2 separate regions of the Gossypium raimondii genome follow, and region 2 is linked to region 1. The links are chromatin contacts, called in public Hi-C maps. All regions are on one chromosome and are shown on one strand. Each heading gives the region's core, a stretch centred on a gene start, on an enhancer-like site or on the middle of the called end of the contact. The rest is flanking DNA. Distances are from core to core; before and after follow the strand shown.

Region 1 (3,391 bases), core at 439-2,938:
AGCATGCCACTGGGATAATGTATTTGCTACATGGAAAACATGACTAACACTCAGCAGTCACACTATTAGTGTCAGTGATCTCATTCCCATTTCCACCTTTTAATCCATCTCTAATGCCCAAGTCATCTATCGTCAAATTAGTTTGGGGAGCACTACTATTCTTTCCAGGACAGCTTCATCCTCAGGCTCTTTGAGAGGAAATGGGTTCCTGAATATCTTGATGTGGACATTGTCATTAGAACAATCTGTTAATTGTCTCCCTTTCTGCAGTTTTCTTTTTCTTTTTTTGATTTAGCTGGATGTATTCTCCTTTTCTTTTTTCTTCCTATAGATGTAGAGAATATGCTGACAGTAAAGCTCTTCTAGGTTCTAATACCAAATTGATGTGGAACAAGTAGGGAAAGAGATTGGCAAATAGAAATTTGAAGTACTATCAGAACTAAACATAAGTATTTAGGGAGGAAAAAAAAAAATGAAATTAGGGGATAAATAGAAAAATAGGGGGGAAAGTTAAAAAGAATCAACAGGGGGAGAAAACTACAACACTGAATACCTCACCGAAAACATTCATCATCAAAAAGCTAATTAAAACTTGAAAAATAAAATTGTATCTGTTAATTATTCAACTTAAAACCAATAGGTAATAAGTGGATTGACCAATTTGAATATAAAATCATAAAACCCAAGACTTAACAGCTGTAGGATAATACTACTTAACAATCCCTCTCACATATAGCTCAACTAGAAGCTTGATGTGGTTAAGGAAGAAAACATCAGCAATAAAAAGGATTAGGGCTGTAAAATGAGTTAGAAAGTTGGAACTGTAAAGAACTTAGGGTTGATATAATAGACTTTCTTGCAAGAAAAGTTACTGGAGTTTCTTGAAAATAAAGTTTTTTCTTAACACAATCTTAGCCATTGAAAAAATTATTTAGTACTTAAAAAAATATTATAAAATAAAACTGAAATAATAAAATTTTAAAATAAATAAAGCTCTCGAGTCATTCCCCCTTGGAAAACTTGTCTCGGTGAGAAAACTTTCACCGCTTCAGCATAAATTTCTATATCAGCACTTTGCAGCCTCTTCTTCATGACTAATAACTTTGCTGAGCCAACATGTGCCATATCATCCTGTTCTTCTTTAATTTCAATTCCATATCCAAACATTGCTTCCAAAGTAACTCCTTTTGAGGTTGCATGTTTCATAACAATTCTCTCTAGTGGTTTGCACTTCCAAATCCTTGACTTTTGCTGTGAGGAACTGTCTAACTGTAACTTCTTGATTCAACGTTGATATAAGAACTTCCATGCCTGTTTTTTCTATAGCTAGTCTCCTATCTGTATTTCCAGCTAGACTTTTCTGTCTCAAGGGATTGCTTTTTCTTTCATTCAATGCAACCTCAAAAGGATCTTTAGCAACTGGCTTGTCAATATCACCTTCAGAAATATCCGAGCTTAGTGAAGTAGCAGCACAGAAGAAACCATATTTTCTTCGCAAAGACCGCCAAGGTCATTGCCCTCAGGAATAGATCTGTCAAACCTGACCCCAAATTTTTAGGATCCATTTGCTTCAAAGGCAAGGATTACTTTGCCTCGAATACCAATTGTTGGCCCCCTTAGAGTAGGTTGTAGAGAGGAAAGCTTGGAAGGTGATGTTGCACCTACAAACTTAACACCATTGTTATCGAAACCGGGCCAGACTGGCTGGTCGGACTAGTCACATTGGGAACTAGCTGGTGTACTGGTCCGGAATAAGAGAGGGAATCAGTTGACTTGTGAAATGGTGTGAACTGCGGTTGAGCCGGATGAATCTGTAAAAGACTGGTTGAACCAGTTTTTATATTTTTGGGCCAAATATCATGACCCAAACTGAAAAAAGACCCGGCCCAAAGCGAAAAAAGGGTCCAAACCGAAAAAAAAACTTATAAACCCAACTCATCCAAGCCAAAAATAATAAAACAAAATAAAAAAAACTAAACATTAAAGGGGGCAGACGGTATGGCCAAACCCTAAAGCTAAGATCAAAACCTAAAAAATTTTGGCTCGCTCTTTACCAATCAAAGCTGCGTCTTTGGTGCCCCTCTTTTGCTCTTCTTATTTTAACTGAAGGTGGCCCTTCATTTCCGTTAGCCGCCATCTCAAGCCTCCGCCTCCACCTCCACCTCCACCGGATAAAATATTGTTGTGAAACAAAGTGAAGGAGAGAATGACAAAGAACAGTTGTAGATCGAAGTCAAGAGGGATACACATGAATGGAAAAAGAGCCAAAGTTTTAACTTTTAAACTTTGATCTTGCGGCAGCCACACAGAGGGAAATTAAGTACAGAATAAAATTGGAAAACTTAATGCGCCATATTAGATATAGATGACTTTCAGGCCTTAAGGCAGTGGCTGATCTTGGGATGAGTTTTGGAGACCTAGTAAAATTTTTGAAAATTTTAAGAGTTTAATGATGATTTTTTAAAAATATTTTTGGGTCTAATTAAAATTTTTAAAATCTACAAGATTACTGAAAATTTTCAAAAATTTTAAGAGAGCTTAATTAAAATTTTCAAAAAAAATTAAAAGGTATAATGGGAATTTTCAAAACATTAAGGGAAGCTACCTAAAAATTTCAAAAAACTTTAAGAGAAAAATAAAATTTTCTAAAAATTTGAAGGAAAAGTAAAAATTCCCAAAAAATTTAGGGGTGGCCTTAAGCCACCATAACGGTCGGCCTCTGCCTTGAAGTTCCTTTCACACTATGAACGTCTTTTGATGTTGATCCAACTGCTAAATATGCTCTAGCATGATAGCTTAGGTCCACATAGGCATCTATTGGAACAAGCTGTGTTTCAATTTTTCTTCCCTCTTGATCATGAACAGTAACATCTTCATTAACAACCGTAAGACATATTGCATCCTCTCTTTTCCATCCCAAAGAATTGTAGATCACAACAATCAAGTTCTTTCCATCAGACATGTCAGTTTCTAATGTCAGGCGTAAGTTATATTCAGAAGTGGACAATGGTGGAAATTGATGGTTGCCTCCAATGGATGAATTCAAATCAGTTAAGCAAGCAAGTGAATATGCAACAGTATATACGTGCATATATTGCTCCACGTCTCATTCATAAGATGCCAAATTGAGTGTTCTTTGAGCTTCAGCCATGGTGCCAATAACTAATATCCTTAGTCTATCTCCATGGGCATGAGAAACTTTATTTGCTCCTTGAAAGTGATGTGGAGAATAAGGATTCGAGAAGCCTAGATCCAACTTGTTCATCTTAGTAGCATTTCGTGTTGGAGTGTTGCACGTAATCCAGAATCCTCAGAATTAGCAACTTCACATGAGGATATTAACATGTTTCGTTGGGTTTGGCAAACCTTTATTTCCAGAAGGTGCTTTTAT
Region 2 (3,391 bases), core at 584-3,083, 200 kb after region 1:
AGATCTTAACAATGATGGGGTAATTGATCTCAAGTACTACAAGAGCGAAGATCAACTAGCTAACATATTTACCAAACCTCTCAAATTGTTTTCCTTCCAAAATTTGAGGAGGTTAATGGGAGTTTGCACTTTGGAATATCCTGTTTGAAGAATGGCACCAGTAAACTGAAGTTTTAAGGAGTTTTTCAGTTTAAAGGAGGGATTGTTAATAAAATCTGGTTGTTAATAGAATCGGATTGTTTTTCTTATTTCTAGGCAAATAGTTGATGCACATCAAAGTTTTAGTTGTTGAAAATTATGGATTTATTTTGTTTAGATTTTTTTCTCTAGTTGTTAGTGCCTATTTTTAGTTTTTCTATTATGTAAAAGCCTATATAAATAGGCTCTTGGATTATGAATCAATGTACTCATCATCTTAATTTTCCCTTCCCTTACCCTTCCCTTATTATCTTCATCATGTTGTTATCTCTTTCAATAAGTTAACAGCTCCCCCAGTAAGGATACAGCTTGAGTTTGGTCTCCCCCTCTACCTGTATATTTTACTGTTAATTCATTCATTCATAATCATTATCATCATGTTTGAGACGACCAGATTCAAAAGCCAACACTCAATATCTTGTTTTTCTCTAGTGTACAAGGACGGACAACTACTAAACTCTACCACGGCTCTAAGTTTGTACTAGATTCTATGAACTTGTGTGGTAAAAATTGGATAGGATAGATTGGTTGTCTACCAAAAACGGGAAAAGACACATCGGTTGAATTTTAAATTGGTAGACCATCCAGCTAAATAAATTTTGAATCACAAGTTGGTTCCTTAAAATGTAATTCACTAAAAAGTAATAGTATAAGACATGAGTTAAACTCAGTTTATTCACCAATTTGCAATCCCGTCCTTATGCATCAACTAGATTACTTTATTTACTAAGATTTTACTCTCAAAACTTCAGTTACAAACTGAATATGAAGATGCAGATTAAATACATTTTATGTAAATCATGGATGATAAAGATGAAACTTAACCTTAGCGAAAGCATAAAAATTTGAAAATGAATAATTAAAACTTTTATCTTTTTTATTTTTGCTTCAATCAGAAATATTTTTTATTTTTTGGATTTTTAAAATAAAGAAGAAATGACCATGGCTTCTGGGTTTTAACATGAAATTTTGATAAATATTTTAGATTTTCTTACATATATATATTTTGAAATTTTAGAAGTTTTTTGTTTATAATTTTTATTTTTAACATATAATATTTTAACATGATTTTAATAGTTTCAATATATTTTAATAATTTATATTTATTTTTAATATTTTGTTAGATATTTTAAAATTATTGTTAAGAATATTTAAAATAAAATAAAATTGATATTTTAGCTATAGTTCAGAGACCAAATTAATATTTTAATATTCCACATCATCATTTAACATATAAAATTTAATGGATAGGCTAATTTGCACATTTTATGTATAAAGATTAATTTATCCATTTTTTAAATAGAGGGACCAAAATGTAATCCGCCTCTAAATATAGAGGCTTCTGTGGCACTTTTACAGCTTTACAGTATTGTGAATACTATAATAGTATAGGCTATTCTAACGCATGATAAATGTGTACTTTGCATTTGTACTCTGGTATGAGTTGATTTTTACAATTGAAATCAGCTATTTGAAATATTCAATGGATTCTGACTTCTCCAGACACGTATCAGACTTTGGAATATCAGTCTGTTTTGCTCTACTCCAGTTTACTTTCTCTGTTACTGGTGATTCTTCATATTTCATTGATTTGGTGAGTGCAAGTCAGACTTCTGCAATCATTGGTAGGGAGGTACAAGAGTGTTTTCAGTTGCATGATCCAATGGTGGCAAAAGGCTTGAAGAAGGTTTCAGAGTGTTAGCCGTATTAAAGGCAAGTCGTTTGAAACTTTGAATTGCCTAAGTGGAACTACGGGGGAGCTAATTCATCCATTTTATTAAAGCAAGAAAGGAAATTACAAGCCAATCCTGGTTTCGATGGCTTGGGATATTGTTTTATGATGGAGAGTTGAATATTTCTATGAATATAGGGCAAGTTCTCCTTTATTGTCAAGTTGAACCATTTATTTCTAAATTTGCTCGGGATGATAAATATTTTACTTGATGAGTTTATATAACCATATTGTTCCCTATTAAGGGTTAGCCATCTTTAAATTCTACTTGAGTTTCCAGTCTAACCTAGATATCTTATTTTTGTTCTTTGTGTACCTTACCAGTAAAAGGTATACATGGTGCTTTAGCTTTAACCTTTAACCTTCATTTCAGAGCTTACTATATTTGTCTTTAGAATATTTATCCATTTATGACACAAATGTTGCTTGTGTGTGGTTGCAGGTTCCCTATGCCATAAGCTATTCGTTTTCTGCTTATCCATTTATTTTATAAGTAATGGCTAGGGTCATTAAAGAAAACAGAGAAAAGGGGAAAATTAGAAGAAAATAAAAGAAAATGAAGAAGTTACTCAAAAGAAAATATATATATATATATATATATATATATATGTAGGGACTACTTGTGCAATTTAACTTAAAATTTTCATATAACATGATATAACATGTTATTTCAGCTTGTCATTATACCATTAATGACTCGATGACCAAAATACAGCAAATAAATAATATTAGAGATCATATCATAACTTTTTAAAGTTCGATGATCAAAACATAATTTAAACCATATCTGTAATTTACCCTTCACTTAAACCTTGTACAAAATACAAACCTTGATTACACTCAGGCAAGCATATTTTCTTCTGTTCTGTTTTGCCTTTTTAAGTGAGGATGCAGTCAACCGCTTTGCGGTTAGACAACCCTTTCTATACACAAGCTTTAGCAATTCTCAGATTGTCAATTTTACTTAAATAGCAAGGAACAACAGAAATAACAAATTCATGCATCCCTGGATCTTTTGCATTGTTGAAATGGCTTTATGAAGTACGAGGCAACCGGTGTCTTGGGAACCGGAATCAGCTTTCCCACAATTGCAAGAGGCCAGCTTCAAAAGATAATTGCCAGTCAAAGAAGGTTACAAACATTATATATATGACTCTCTCGGTTTTGGTAAAGAAGTTAATGAAGCATTTTCCAAGGCAAAACTAATTAAATATTTGACAGTTGGAAACCTAGGCTTAGAGATTTACTACTAACTGCTCTTGCAACGAGGGGGGAAAAATAACTTTTCAGTTGTGTTTGACCACATCAATTAGCATTAGCACTAAATAGTAACAGTTAATACCAATATTCGAACAATCAATGAAGGGAGAAACTACCTGATAATGCCAATGCCAAGGGATACAAGCCACAGTTGCCAATCAAGTCTCACTGTTGAGGTAAACTTTCCAAGGAACTCGATGA

Evidence for each region. A called contact is a pair of places that touch in the nucleus more often than the background predicts.
Region 2: a contact with region 1 is called in a Hi-C map of leaf, with 4 times the contacts expected there. The contact joins two enhancer-like sites. A contact is called at or near these places in 2 of 2 Hi-C or Micro-C datasets (both in leaf).

Annotation. Positions count from the first base shown.
Region 1 is chr10:9,259,958-9,263,348 of ASM2569854v1, forward strand. The region is part of intron 9 of LOC105776208; the gene reads left to right. Among protein-coding and RNA genes, the nearest start is that of LOC105776208, 8.6 kb to the left of the region's middle. Within about 2 kb of position 1,689, the one cell type or tissue checked has open chromatin away from gene starts, as enhancers often do. A contact at or near this core is called in leaf, where this site is marked.
Region 2 is chr10:9,458,843-9,462,233 of ASM2569854v1, forward strand. It overlaps LOC105776976 (calcium-transporting ATPase 9, plasma membrane-type), which reads right to left. Exons shown (of 34, transcript XM_012599970.2): 33 at 3,307-3,391; 34 at 2,703-3,032. The coding sequence ends at 2,927. Among protein-coding and RNA genes, the nearest start is that of LOC105776976, 18 kb to the right of the region's middle. Within about 2 kb of position 1,834, the one cell type or tissue checked has open chromatin away from gene starts, as enhancers often do. A contact at or near this core is called in leaf, where this site is marked.